3 separate regions of the Mus musculus genome follow, and regions 2 and 3 are each linked to region 1. A link is a contact called in public targeted proximity ligation data. All regions are on one chromosome and are shown on one strand. The core of a region is the stretch at or near the end of the contact, and the rest is flanking DNA. Distances in the headings are between cores, read along the strand shown. Region 1 has its middle 290 kb from the start of Gm46645. Region 2 has its middle 110 kb from the start of Gm24319. Region 3 overlaps Gm31594 (a long non-coding RNA gene).

Evidence for each region.
Region 2: a targeted proximity ligation map of embryonic basal ganglia shows a contact between it and region 1, with 6 times the contacts expected there. A contact is called at or near these places in 10 of 484 Hi-C or Micro-C datasets (the C10 cell line, Sertoli cells, cerebellar granule neurons and 7 more), 4 of 130 datasets of targeted methods (astrocytes, embryonic basal ganglia, forebrain and 1 more) and 1 of 9 other capture datasets (embryonic stem cells).
Region 3: a targeted proximity ligation map of embryonic basal ganglia shows a contact between it and region 1, with 4 times the contacts expected there. A contact is called at or near these places in 21 of 484 Hi-C or Micro-C datasets (the AML12 cell line, the Ba/F3 cell line, the N1E-115 cell line and 15 more) and 1 of 130 datasets of targeted methods (embryonic basal ganglia).

Annotation. Positions count from the first base shown.
Region 1 is chr19:15,051,672-15,056,681 of GRCm38.p6, forward strand. No RefSeq gene overlaps it. Among named protein-coding and RNA genes, the nearest start is that of Gm46645, 290 kb to the right of the region's middle.
Region 2 is chr19:15,788,832-15,793,841 of GRCm38.p6, forward strand. No RefSeq gene overlaps it. Among named protein-coding and RNA genes, the nearest start is that of Gm24319, 110 kb to the left of the region's middle.
Region 3 is chr19:15,612,244-15,617,253 of GRCm38.p6, forward strand. All of the region lies in intron 2 of Gm31594 (a long non-coding RNA gene), which reads left to right. Among named protein-coding and RNA genes, the nearest start is that of Gm31594, 16 kb to the left of the region's middle.

The sequences.
Region 1 (5,010 bases), core at 835-3,334:
GAAACCTGACTGAGCGAGCAATGACTGAACTGGCAGACATGGGCAATGGAGCTTTTTCTCTGTGTGTGCATGTGACTCTCTCCTTAGAAGAGCCAACAGTCCTTCACGTCTTTGCCTTAGTATATAATTACATATGATAGGAATGTGGATAAGTCTCAGATGTAGTGGTTTACTGAAAGTCTAGAGTCATCTGATCCTACCAGTGTTTTCTCTCCCCAAAGTCACTTGTTTCCAATAATTTTGAGAAGACACCTCAACTTAATCATACCCACAACCACAAAACACCCAAAACCTTCTTATGGCAGTCTTTGTATTTTAGATTTTGATACTACTACCATTAAAATCTCTTTTTAAAATATTTGTGCGCTAATTTTTTTTAAGCAGTTCTCAGAGCTGGACCTATCCCCTCATGGCATGAGAGAGTTACTCGAGGCACACTCCCACTCAAAAATATTGCCCTGAGAACAAGAAAAGAAGTGGCAAGATGGCTTAATCAGGTCTGTAATATGCTCATTGCCAGGGAGAAAAACCCAGAGAAACACAATCACGTGTGATTTGATGCACTAGTTTGTTACGGTGTCCCCTTTATCCTGTTTTTCCTCCACCTAACAAGCTCACAATAGTATACACATGAGATCCTTTTGTATGATTCTGCTTTCTACCAGATTGTGTTATGTCTTCTCACAACAAATAACTTCTGATGCGACTTGACTTTGGTGCTCTGTAACTCAAGCCAGTTAAGGAACACCCAGAGCTGCCTTGGTAGACTGTGGATGCAGAGCTGGGGTTCAGGGCAGCAGGTGGCTTTTTTTGGCAATTGCTGTAATTCAGGAACCAGCGAGTGACAAGAGGTGACTTCCCCTCATGATATGTGAGAACGCTCTACTTGCTGTTTTATTCTCTGTGTTCCTGATTACCTGGTCAGGGAAGCTGTGCGTGAATCTTTCAGGTGCAGACATTTTAAATAGCTGCATTTTATGCCTCTGATATTAACAAGGTCTACAACAAGATGAAACCCATAGCTCCTTGTTCACAATTATGAGGAGTTTTAATTTCAAGTTGACAACACTGTGGCATTTAATGAAGCATGCGGTCTTTGTGCTAGGAGGCCTCCGTGTGATTGGACAGGTTACATGCTGGTGAAGCTGGCCCCGTGTCTGCACCTCAGGCACACGGATTGCTCTCAGGCTCGGAATCACATGCAGGGGTGTTCTTGTCTTTAGAAAATGTACCCTGCATGATGGTGCACATTTCTGATGATGGCTTATCGTGCCAGACACAAGAGGGAGAAGAGGAACATCATTATAGCTGCATTCAGGGATATTTCAATCGGTGCTGATTGCTACTTCTTCTTAAAGCACAGCAATTTGCTGCGCAGATTCTGTAGTGGCGAGAATAGCACCCACTGCTATTTCCTACCTCTGTCTACCTCCCTCTCCTCCCTGCAACAGTGCTTTCATTCCTTTCCTTCTGTTTTGGATTGGCACATAATGCTTGGGGCAAAAGATTGCCTCCCTTACATTTTTACATCCCTACTTTTATTCTGAAATGAATCTCCGGGCTTCATTTTCTTTTATTGGTCTTCTGTACAATGACAGCTGCCGCACACTGCCCAATTAATTGGTAGAATTTATGAACTCCAGGAACTGACCTCTTTTCTTTGAGCTATAAGGTGTGTGTTGATGTGTGTGTGTGTGTGTGTGTCTTTATGCACATCTCCATCTAAACACATTTTTGTAAGCTGCAAATGAACTAGAACAAAGCCATTTGCTACATAAACACATGGCTTTGCAATTTGCTGAAATTTCCAAAAGTGCAGTGTGCATAAAGCAGGGGGAGGAAAAGAAAAGGAGAAAAAAAAAGAAAGAAAGAAAATGGAAACAAAAGAGACCTTGCAGACCAAATATTTTCTTCTTCAAATAGATTGGAATAGTGGATTCAGATCTCCAGTTTCAAAACAAGTTAAGTAAAAGTGCTTTAAATCCTAAAAGATTCCGTCCATGAATTAGGTCCTGGGTTCTCTCAGAATTGACAACATTTTAACACCAGCTGGCACCAGACATCCTGCACCACACAGCCTTTGATGCCTCTGGATAGCTAAAAAAGAAATTACCCAATTACGATGTAATGGCTCTCCAGCCTTTCCAGGCTAGGAATGAGAGAAGGAGTATTTACAATCACAGCGCACAATAATTTTATCCAGTTACATCAAATCAGCTAGGCTAAGTTAGCCCTGCCCTGTTGAGAGGAGCTGCATATGCATATGAAGACAAGAGAGGGCTGAGGACCAGATGGAACTGAAGGCCAGGGGGGTTTTAGGAGTTCACTGGACCCAGGCTTGGGATGAAGAGCATTGGGGGTGGGGGTGGGTGAAGTGGTGATGTAGTAAGTTTACCCAAGCAGATAAAATACCTGCCCCCAAGAATAATCTATTCACAAAAATAATGTATTTCTAAGGGTCTAGGGCAGAGAACAGGTATTTTCAGGCAAAATTGATACATACTAATTTTAAGAGATCATAATATTTGGGTGGTTCTCAGGCACTTGCTTTTAATCATTTTCATTTCTAGTGTGCTTACCCGAAGAAATCCATTTCTTTTTTTGAAACATGAATTCTTTTTTACGTATATAAAGGCCAAAGGGTTCAGATACCACTGAGTCAGGGCTTTCTGTTTCTCCCAAGACCAGGCATGAGGTGGGTATGAGGGCATGGGGGCTGAAGATTTTCCAGGCCCTTGTGTCTCTCCTATCCTTCCCTCTCTGCCTTACGGGCATCACAAAACTGGGAAGTGCAAGGGAGACTTTCTGCTTTTTCTGCTTGATAAGAACAAGAACAAATATTGATGTGAATGCAAAGCATCCACTAATCCCTGTTCTTCTCCCCTGTTTTCCCATAACCCCCAGCTCCTATTCAGGAAATACCCCTTCCCCCACCCTAAAAGGAGAAAACATGTTTGCCAGGAACTGTCCCTCACTGCAGCAGGGAGTGTGTCTGTGTGCAGGCAGACATCAGGAAGGCAAGGACTCACCAGAGCAGGTGATTCACCAACACAGCCTAAAGGGGGTTTGACCTCTTGGCAGACAAGTTTGCTAGCCTGCATTTTAAAATTCAGATTTTTCTGAATCTTCTCTGGCAAATTAGAAGCCCCGTTAGTCACATGTGACTGTCAGTGGAAGATATACACCAGATTCCAAAGGCTTAATTTGGAAGAGAGACAGATAACAAGAAGTTTAGGTCAATTACAAGTTGACTTCTTAATATTTCAGGTAACTCGGGTAAATAAGATAAGTTTATAAAATTAATTGCATCTGTTGCTTTAAAATGTTTTAATGAGATTATAAGAAAGACTTGCATGGGAAGCAGAGCTTGCATTATTTGCACTGAACAGGACCACTCTAAATATGTCAGTGCCTGAGTTGTGTGAACAGAAAGGCTGGGGAGGGGTGTTCTTCTCTCCATGTGTATAACTATTGGAACTTCCTGGAGTAATTGCCCTCACACCTCTCACTCAATTACCCCAACCCAGAAAGAAAGGACACATTCCAGAAAGGACTGTCCATAGTTGCCAGTTCTGCCATGTCCTGTAATTCTCCTGCAAAGGAAATAGATTTACAAGGCACTGACACCTGGCAGCTCTCTCTCATCTCTCTTAAAATATGGGTAAGGGACTGGTTCTGTGATTGAGCACAAAATGAGAGCTGCTCTTTTTTCGCCATCTTCCAAGCAGGTGGTATTATGTGCCAGGCTATTTATGCAGGAAGGCTAGGGCAGAAACAGGAGAAAAGACAGAGAGAGAGAAAGCTAAAAGATCTCATTCCTAAAAGTCCCAGATTTCTTCAGGAAAATACAGAGCACAGCAACACATTCCATGTCAGTGTGTGAATTTTTTTCTACATCCCCTCAATGCTCTTATTAAAGACAAGGATGATGCTATTCATAGTATCCTCTTGTATTTGTCCATTTTCGTAATGTAGAAAATTAGGGAATGGCCTGTCCTTGGCTTCCGTATGATTTCTTTTGATGCTCCTATATAACTCAAGTAGATGTATTTCCATTAAAAAACAGTGAAACTGGCCTTCTTCACATGTTATCACAGAACATGAAGTTAGGGACAAGCAGGGAGCTGGACTCTACCCTCTGGACTATGACCCAGCAGGATATGACCTCCACTCACTCAAGCTCATCGCTTGGCTGTTCTCTCTCAAAGCTACTTCAAGGAATTTGTTCCCCAAACTCTTTAAGAGGTGTAAGAACAAGTACACTTTTGGGAGAGAGCACTCATGTGACCCCAGCACTTACTATAGCACTGTCACTTGAAATCAACTGGATTTTCTGCTGGCAATGGATGTCACGTGCATACTGTAAGCTAACCGAGGTTCAGATCAAGTACTTGCCAAGCATATCACAGGGCTGTTTCCAATGATCTGCTGTTAAAGGTCTGAGGTAGGCTGCAAATTGTCAGTGTTCACTGGTTTTCAGTGGTTCCTGTTGCTACTGCCCTAAGTGCCATAGTACTGCTTAAGGGAGCCTTTACATGTCAGAGACACAGGAACAGAGACCATGTACATGAAAGAGTAAGAAGATGTATATAAACATTGCATATTTAGAAGTTGAGTTTTTAGTAGAAGATTCCTTCTACTAAAGGGGATGCAGGTACTTTATATCAATGAGTCTGAAATAGAGAGACACTGAAAAGAGAAAACAGGGAGAAGACAAAGTACAGGACTGTGGGGGAGAAAGGAGGGAGAGGCAGGAAGGAGGAGAGAGAACGAGAGAGAGAGAGAGAGAGAGAGAGAGAGAGAGAGAGAGAGAGAGAGAGAGAAAACAAAGAGCTTTTGATAGCCAGCTTTCCAGAGAAGACTGACAGAGTAAATCAATGCCAGTTTCCTGTTGTATACATATTAAGAATCATCAAACAATAAAAAGGTCATTAGTTGGCCATTTAAATGTTTGCAGTGTTTCACTGATAAAGGGCAATGATCATTGATCATCATGGTTGAAGTCATTTA
Region 2 (5,010 bases), core at 1,025-3,524, 740 kb after region 1:
GGATGAGGCCCGTGGGACTAGAAGCTGGTGGGCTGGCTGTCTAAGTAAGTCTGCGCTCTGCCACTTTAACAGAATAGCACGTGCTGTAGAAGCTTATTTGTTTCACCGTTTTAGGGACTGGGACATCCAAGAGCATGATGCTTGCATGTGCTGAAGGCCATCTTCCTGTATCACCGGGAGTGCATCAGATTGCAAGAGGCATGTTCAGGTTGCTCTCATGAAGCCATCAATCCTTCAGTGAATACTACACCCCGTGACCTCATCTAAACTGAGTAACCTCCCGAAGGCCCCACCCTCATACCAGCAACATGCAAATAGAGTAATAACATCTAACAGAGAATCGTCAGGAGGCACAATCAAATTATGGCAGTGAGGTCCCGACAGAAAAGCCGTCGTGAAGAAAGGCCTGGCATGAATACATTCTAGACTTTAGTAACGTGAGACAGTGTGCTGATACTTCTGGGAATGCACCACAAATCAGAAAGACCAAAGCAAGGAATCTGAGCTTCCAATGTGTCATGATAGCACAGAATGCCTACGTGTCTGCAGCAGCCGGTATGTGTTCTGTTGCTGAAGCAGCGCATGGGGCTGCTTCAGAAAGCCCTCAAAACTCTTTAACATCTTCTAACATTATTGTGAATTTTTTTTTCCTTTTCTCAAGGAAAACAGAAGACTGACACTCGGCCTATTATCTCTCAGCAAGTTCTGGCAAGATCTCTGAGATAATTTCCCAGAAGATGAGCTGCATGTAAAAATAACGGGGGAACATGTAATGATTGCAACTTCTCTAGTTAAAAATCCCTCTTCAGCTAAGGGTCATGCTTCTCTGCTTTCTCATTCTATTAGGGAAGAGACAGCAAAGCCCGGCTAGTGCTGGAAGGAGAGAGAGCAGTGATGCTATGATCATCTGCCCCTTTGTCTCAGTCCATTTCCTGTGGCTCTAGCAGCATAGCATAGGTTGGGTAACTTCTAAACAACACGAATTCATTTGTGTCAGTTCTACTGTCTGGAAATCCAAGATAAAGGGGCCTCGAAGTGAGGGCCTCCCCACATATAACAACACAGTAGAAAAGCAAAGAGGAACAAGCGATCACACCCACATCCTTAAGCCCCCTTTCTCATGAGTATAGAGTTACATGTGAGTATAGAGTATACCTGTTATGCAATCACTCAAACCAGTGCGCTAGAGCCCTGGCCATCAAGCTTTTTATGATTGGCAGTGAGGGTAGAGCCATCACCTCCCAACACAATTGCACTGATAAGTTGCCACCATACACATCTGGAGAACGCATGCAAATGTAACATCTTCTAGCTATCTTCCCTACATACCCAAAGAGTTTGACTGTAGTGTATAAACAATCCTCTTTGGCCTGTTCCTCCAATCTTTACAGATGGCAGCCTGGGAGTACTACATTGTTTAGATATATATAAGAAGTTGTAAACAATATAGACATTACCTGACATTGCGTTTATTTAACAAACTATTAAGTCATTTTTTATGCTCATATGATTGGATACTATCCTAGAAACTACCTCCCTATTTCCACAGAAAGACCTAACAGAGTCCAGACAGAAAAAGAACAGCATCCCTGGAAATTGGGCAGATTCTAAGCAATGCCTACCATATTGGGTCTTAAAAATCAAAAGTATTTAAAAAAAAAATCAAACGCTTAACCCTATCCACAGTCAGTGCCCATTCAGAAGTCTTTACCAGCCATTGGCAACACCCCCAAGACCATTTTGACTTCCCAAAACCACTCTGCACTCTGATTGTGAAATAAATGTCAGACTGGACTAACTAACTCCATTAATTTAAAGTTACAAGTTGGTTCCAGGGCAGGGAGGTGTGTCATTTCTGGAAAGGATACAACGGTAAATATTTTGGGCTCTGTTGAAATAGTCCATTGTGGTGGCCAGAAAGCTGTCAGACACATGTGTAGTAGGCCAGTAAACATAGATGGTCCCTAGTAGGCACACCAGAACTAGATCTGCAGGCAGGCAGGGAGTTTAATTAGACAAGGGCACAAGCCTGCCAGCGTTTATATTCAGTCTAAAAGAGAAGAGTTTCCCATGCCTATGAAAATCCAGACCTTAGCAGAATCAAAACGCCTGCAACCGTTACAGAATGGCACAAGACAGCAGCTGGCACTTGGGATGCCGGGCACAGAAGCACAATATCCCAGGAAGGTCAGACAGCAGAATGGCACCAGCACCGGGGTGGGGTTGGAGACGACGCTGTACAGGACTCAAGCCTCTAGCACTCTTAATTAAGGCCGTTTCGGGAATGGCTTGGGAAACATCGGAGAGTGAGCAGTTTGTCAAACCTGTGAAACAGAATGACTGTCAGCCTCGGCCCCACCCCCACCCCCACCCCCACCCCACTCCCATCAGCAGCTCCCCCTCCCCTCGGCAGCAAACACACCAGAAAAGGAGGGCTGCGAGAGCAAGCGTGTTTTCAATGATTAATCTCCCTGTTTTCACTTTGAAACCTAAAAGGGAAAAAAAAATGGAAGCATTCCTATTTCCCATTGAAAGTAATCCTGGCTTTATATCCTGGGTGTTTACATAAAGAGAGCTGTTTATTTAGAATCCTTGCTGATAAGGACACCACAAGCTCATAACTTATTATATATTCTCTTTCCATTTTGCCTTTTTTTCTTGTCGGGGGAGGGAGAATTATGTATATTTTATGATAACCCAAAATGACTTATACATAAAAAATACAGACTTTAAAGATAAAAAGGATTAGTCGCAGGTAATGCATTTTCCATGAGTGGCTATAGGGCTCTCGGTTCCAAGAGGCACTGGCTGCATACAAATGAATTGATAAAAGTCTGACGCTGTGGATGGGTAGCAAGGCTCACGCTTTGCTGGAGATGATTCTTAAAGTTACAATAAATCAGACAGACAGTGTCGGCCTTTGAGGATAAACCTGTGATGGCTTGTTGTGCCTCTCTGAATCGCCTCAGAGGCCCAGGGACTAAAAAGTGCCTAGATGTCACATTAAATCTACCGGGAGGGCGGAGCACTTCAAAGGGGAACGCAATCAGATCTGATGGAAAATACATTTTCTGAAAGCTACTGACAAAAAAGTAATCTTTGATGTGGATGTTGAATAACAATTGATATTGTCTTTCCTGACATTTTTCATTATTGCTGTCTTATACAGCCTACTTCATGTATTAAAGCAATATTAACTGTTTGACAGGGACAAATCCTCCAACTATCACATAAGCAATTGTTTCTGAATTGTCCTAGCCCAGTGCCTGTAAAACCCATCCCAATAACAGCTTTTAAATATGACGGCAGACTGCTTTCTCTGACTAGCTAGACACTGTCTGAGCTGGAGCGGAGTTCAGTGGAGTCTGGGGAATATTAAAAATGGTTAGGTGGTTACAAGGCATCATTGGATTATAAGAAAGGAGCAGCAGTGGTTTCTGAAGGTGAGTTTTAATGAGAGAGGTCTATAAACGTTAGTCCTTATTACTCCCCCTCCTTCGGCTCACATTTATGTCAGGTATATGTGAGAGAACCTCCGGATCTGCCACCATTCTTGCAGCTCAAAGGGGGAAATAAAGGAACGTACAAGAGATCTTGGTTATTTATGCAATGAAATAAAGTGATCTCCAGCTGGGCAAGCACCTATAAAGTGGGCCAGAATGAAGTCCCCCGGCGGGCTTCTGGGGAGAAATCATGCAGGCCTGGGAGGGGCCGTCACTTTCAGAGCCCAGCATGCCTCCTGAGGTTCGGTGTTCTAACCTGCCACTGTAAATACCTGTGGTTTCCTTGTAGGTATTTGTGACGCTTGAAATCTCTAATTTTCGGATGACCTTGAGCTTCCTGAGGAACTAGGAAGAAGTACTACAAAAGAAAAGCTGAGATTTTCTTTTCCCATGCAATGGGGCTAATTGTACCCCAGAGTCAAAGACAGCCAACTAATAACCCACAATTCACAATCACAAACCCATGACAACCCTGTGTTGTAGACTCTCAACAGTTATCATTTGCGCGTAAGATGCCTAGGGGATGTGATGTGCATCTTCACTTACATTACTATTATTCCCCATATTCCCCAGAGCTTCTAGCTCTCTCTTGCCTTGACAATATTATACCTCACCTTTATTTTTATAGTGTAGAGATTATACTCAATGTCTACTTCTCCACTGGGATCTAAAGTTGGTTAGGTCGTATATATAAATATAACTTGAAATGAAGCATACAAGGATAAGCAAAAAAGAAAAAATAAAGATTAGAAGAAAGCATTAGCTCTTAAGATTGCATTTAAACATACACACACACTCGCACTCACAAACGCATTCTTGCATGCACACATACAAACTCACATATACACGTTGTTACACACACTCTCACACACACATACTCACACACATTCTTACACACACACTCTCACATGCACACACACACTCTCACATGCACACACACTCCTCTCACATGCACACACACTCTCACATGCACACACTCTTTCAAATGCACACACACATGCTCTCTCTCACACACACACTCTCTCTCTCTCTTGCACACACACATGCATATTTTCATCTGTGCTGCATGGATCCATCACTGGGTCTGTGGCGAGCATCTCATCAGAGTATGAGGGAAAACAAAGCTGCTCACCTCTTGGCAGCTGGAAACAAAAGGAAAGCAAGAAGTAGAAGCTTCGAATATCTGCTAAAGGCTATCACCTCGAAGGCGAGCCTTGTCCTACCTGGCCCCATCTACTTCCTACCTCCTAATACTGCCACAGGCTGGAGATCCAGTCTTCAGGACACGGGCCTTTGTGGGACATTTAGGATCTAAACTGTACCTGTGTGCTTGAATTAATTAAAAAGAGGAGTTTTGGAGTACACACAAAAATTTGTCCTCAGCCTGGCCTTTCATGGATGCTGGAATATAATTTATAATAAAAGTATAAGGTCAATAAGTACATATGACGTAACAGTTTGAAGCAAGAACTTGGAAGTTCTTCTACTGGAGAGGGTCATTAAAATG
Region 3 (5,010 bases), core at 1,313-3,812, 560 kb after region 1:
AGCTATCTTAATTTATACTGACATATTCCCCAAAATATTTTGACCCATCTCTCTAGATAGAGTCCTGAACGTGGCCCCCAAAATCAGGCCCCTGTCCTCAACAAAATAGGAAGAATCCTTATTCTGTTCAATAATAAATGCATTTGAAGTCATCTGGGCCTCAATGTCTTGATTATTAAAGGAGTTAACTAGTGGGCAGTATGAGACAACATGATATGATTTCATGTAAGTTATTTAAGAGCTAGGAGTATACAATTATTTTAGGATTTTAAAAAAATTGTACATGTATGTTCATACGTGTGCCTGTTTTGTCTTGATGTGCATGGTATTTGGGCAGTTCCCATGAATACCAATGGAGAGCATCAGATCCTCTGAACCAGGAGTCACAGGCAGTTCTAGCCATCCACTATAGGTCTAGGAACCCAACCTGGGTAGTCTGGAAGAGTAACATGTGCTCTTAACCACTGAGCCATCTCTATCATAGGGCTGTGCGTTTCTTGAAGGGAACGTTCTGTGAAGTGGAGGTTCCTCACAGGTAGTAATGTTTTACAGAGTCACAAGGAAAAGTTTTCAAGGACTCTGTGATGTGAATCTTGGCATTCATTACACTGAGATCAACTTCTTTTATTAAGCTAAGATCAATCACCATGGTTCCTTTTAATTCTGGGAAACCCTTTCTTCTAAGCTTATCTAGTAACATTCTCTACTTTTGCAAGCAAACTCAAAGAAAAAAACACTTAGAGCTATTTCCCATACCTCTTCTCTCACTTGGATAATCCAGACGAACCTCTGTGTTTTACCATCATCCTTCTAGCTACAAAGTCCCTTCGGTCACGAAGCATAGCATAGTCTCAGATGCAGGAATTAAGATGCAGACCATAGGACAGACATTTGCTCTGCTGACCACAGACACTTGAGGCTTGGGAGTAAAGAAATTCCATCTCCATATTGCAGGAAAGGAAAAGGGGCAAATATATAGAGCTCAAAAGCATGTAGGGTAGAGTGAAGGCTCAGTACTAGAATCCTATGCTGTGTCATCAGTAGAGCTGTCTTTAAAACGCCAGCTGAGAGGCTAATTATTAAAGCAATTGTCTTCCTGAGTTTTTCTCAAAATTCCGTAAGTTCTAGATAATTCCCTGTGGTCAGTTATATGTCTAAAGGAATTCACCAGACACCTAAAAAAGTGTTCTTAGTTTGCAAAATAATTCTCATTTAACACAGTAAAAGAAGTTGGAGGTCAGGTTCATTCACATCATGGGAGGATACTCCAGTCAAATCAGTTGCTTCCTTCCACTCGGCTTGTGTGCCTAATTATGGTCTGGGTGTGCTTTATATCCACCCCCCTTGCATTTTGCTCTATTTGGTTTGATGGTTTGTTGCTGATGTTCTTGTTGTCGTTCAGATGGGTATTTCCTGTCTTTTTAAGTAGAGCTTTACTCGCGCACGCGCACACAGAGACACCTTTTGTTTGGGGTTGGGGCAAGACAGGATTTTATGTAGCTTGAGAATGACTCTGAAATCACTGTGTAGCCAAGGCTGGCCTTGATGTCCTCATCTTCTTGCCTCTACTTTCTGGGTGCCCGGGTGTTCAAATGTCATGTGTGCTACAATGCCCAGCTAGAATTTACTTTTTAGAGCAGTTTTAGGTTCACAGCAAAATGGAGTGAAGTGGCAGAGGGGTCGTCCCTTATGCTTTTACCTGAACATGGTGACATGCCATCCCACAAGTAGTGCATATGTTACCTCAGTGGATGTACCTTCACCCCTGAACTCAAAGCACATGAGGGCTTACTTCTGCTGGTCTACATTTTACAACTCCCTTTGATGTCATTAGGTGGCCAATCCATCCTGGGAATGAGTGACATGAAGCTTCCTTAATAATGGATGACATCCCATGGCTGTATAGTGAACTGAAGATGAGCCAAGAAATAACCCATTAGAACTGCCCATGAGACCAGAGCTCTTCTTCCCCTGTCGCAGAAAATGGCAGCAATCCCCTCCGTCATCCCTTCCATGGAAAAGACCACCGCTATGGCATCCCACAACCACCCTTTGTTTCCTAAGGAACACCAATCAGTGTTTTGTTCTGACATCCGTATCTTTAACATGTAAACCCTTCTTCCTGTCACCAGCTGCCAAGCAAACTTTGTAAGACAAACTTTTCAACACTCTGCATCAGTAGCTGCACTGATCAGGACAGTGAGTGGTCTGAAACTAGGATGGACAGCCCTCCCCAAAAGCAATAATTAGGGGCAATTCTACAGCATCTTGCCTTGCCAGCTAAACAATACCTAGAAAGCCAGGGTTCATGATGCAACTTAAAGGTAGCAGAAAAGGCGCCAGGTGGGGCAAGAAAAGGAGAGAAAAATTAAAGAAGTCAATCTGTGGCTAATTTTAGGTAGGAGAGGTTGATGCTCAGCCTTGGGGACAATAGAAACCATCGGCATTCACCGGTGAGATTTGAGCAGATGAAGCAGGAAGCCAGAAACTCTATAAGCAAGGCCTGAGCCACTCCACCCTGCCTTGAAACAGAAAAGCCAAGCTTCGCCATCTCCCAAGGCTCCTCTCCTCTGGTACATCTGGACTGCAGGGAACTGGGAGGCCTTCTGTACGTGAGACACGGGCTCCTGTCAGAGCCCAGCCCTGCAGGGCCACTTGGCCCCTCACAGCCTGCTGCCAATCTGCAGCTTGTCTGTCATTGTTTCGAGAACAAGCACTTTTCTTTTTTTGCCTGATGATTTTGGCACCCTCGCAAGGCTCTGCCCAAAAAGGCTCTGAACAATGGGACCTGATTGTTTTTGAACTGAGCCCAATGGGAAGCCTGGGCTGTGCACGGAGGACTGATGGAGTTCAGCTGCCGGTACAGTCCATCAGCAACCAAGGGCTACGGCTGCCTGGCCTCCCATTGCAGCTGCTGAAGGAAATACAGGGAAAGAGGAGGGGCCAGGCCAGCGGCAACCCCAAACATGTAAGTCTTAACCCAGGAGGGAAGAAATGCCCCACCAGCTCAGAAGGCTCCAAGATGGCTTCTGGCCTCTGCCCCCTTCCCCATGCCTTTATAATCGGCTGCTCAAAGTGGTGAAAGGCCTAATTGCCCCGAGCAATGTGGTCAATCTTCCTGGAGATTTAGCTGCCCGCTTTCATCTGACAGCCTGGGAGGGAACTCAGCATTTCCCTTCAGGCAATCTATATGGTCGAGCAGTTCACTGCGGAAAGTGGCGCCTTATCGATTTCTGCCATAGCTTCCATGGCTGACTCGAGGATCAGAGCTCTGACAATGACTAACAAGTTTAAACCATTAGTCCCATTTGTAACTACTCAGCAAAAGGCTTGTCAGTCACCGCGTACCATATACTGCAGCTTTTAGCAGATTTCTAACCCCATTCATTCTGCCACAATGACCCCTGTAGTTAATGGGGGTTATCGGAAAACTATTTTTCCCCTTCAAAAGCTGTGCCTTTTTTCTTCTTCCTCCTCTTCTTCTTTTAGCAACATAAAAGCCATTTCAGTTGTGATGTTTCAAAACAGTGATGCAGGCCAGGATTGATTCCTCTCTTAGGAGGAAACCTGCATCCTGGTGCCCTGGACACCATGTGTGCTCCTGAAGACTGCCAATCAGACGGCGGGAAACAGGAAACGGTGCCTCAGCAACAGAGTCCCTGCCCAGAGTCTCACAGTGACATGTCTCAACACCTCTCCTAAACTATTAGAGACCCCTGTCACAGTAAGCACTTTCTCTTTTCCTGTTAGAACCATGCCATACAATAGCATAGGATAAAGCCCTGTCCGTCAAAGTGGTCCCAGCAGGTCAGTATTCCTCAAGTGAGAAAAGCATAGCGTCTAGGCCCACCTTGGACCCACTGAACTAGATGCTGGCCAAATCCTTGGGTAGTTCCTGGAACTATGAGAATCACAGGTTTAAAACATTAATGCTTTCTAATATTATTTATACTAAACATAGAAACATTTAAAATTTCCACTATACAGGCTAACATTTTAAAGAAAAGGATGTTTTTTTCTGAATAATAGTTCCATGGTTATCTGAAAAGCTTTTGAAATGTTTTTCATCCTCAAATCCAGAGTACCTGGCATCTACTACGTATAAAAATGGAGAGCAGTTGAACAGGACATTTGCAAGGACGAATGAGGGGATGAGAATTCAGGAAAAAAGGGTGATATATTGGCCAAGGATGTATGGAGCAGGGACTAATATGAAAACAAGAATAAAGAATACATCCTTCCATTCACTTTTGAATTGCCTTAGCTAACCGCTCACACCACCAATCCGATCCAGCCTGAAGGAGTATTCACAGGCAAAACGGTACATTCTGCGGGGCTTCTCCTAGAACAAGCTCCACGCTGCCCCTTGTAGATACGTCCTCCTCCCCTCCCCATTTCTACTGCTGATTTTCTCTGTGTCCACCACCACCCAGGTTCTCCTGTTTGCCTCCACTGATCTCCAAGCTCCCCATCCTGAAACCCTCTGCTTAGCCCACTGAGACCAAAGGTCACTAAGCAGCTTACACTAAAAGGAGACTGTTTTTAATATGCAAAAGAGTATTCCTCGATGGTCCAGAAACCATGCCACCTAAGGGTCAAATCAGCTCTGTTGTTGCCAAATTAATTTGAGAAAAGGGAGAAGTTATTTTCCTGGAGGATTTAACACACCTGCTTCCTGTCTGATTTTGGCCCTACCACTTCCCAGTAAATATTTTGAATCACAGGCCACCCTGCCTTACAGTCAGCCATAGGGTTGATTAGACATCAGAGAGAAGGTAAGAAAAATCTTCCCTCCATTTGATGTCAAAAACTACAAGGTCTAAATTTAAATGTAGGGCAAATTTGATAGGAAAGCAAGAGACTGCAGCATCTCCAGTCTTTACCTCATGGACTTCGTTTTCTTGCCACAGACAGGGACTAGAGCGATAAATAACGTCACCCAGAGCCAGTGACTGCCTTTGCACACGGTGACTTCTGGAAGCTTTCTCTCTGGACTGCCATGTTGTGACT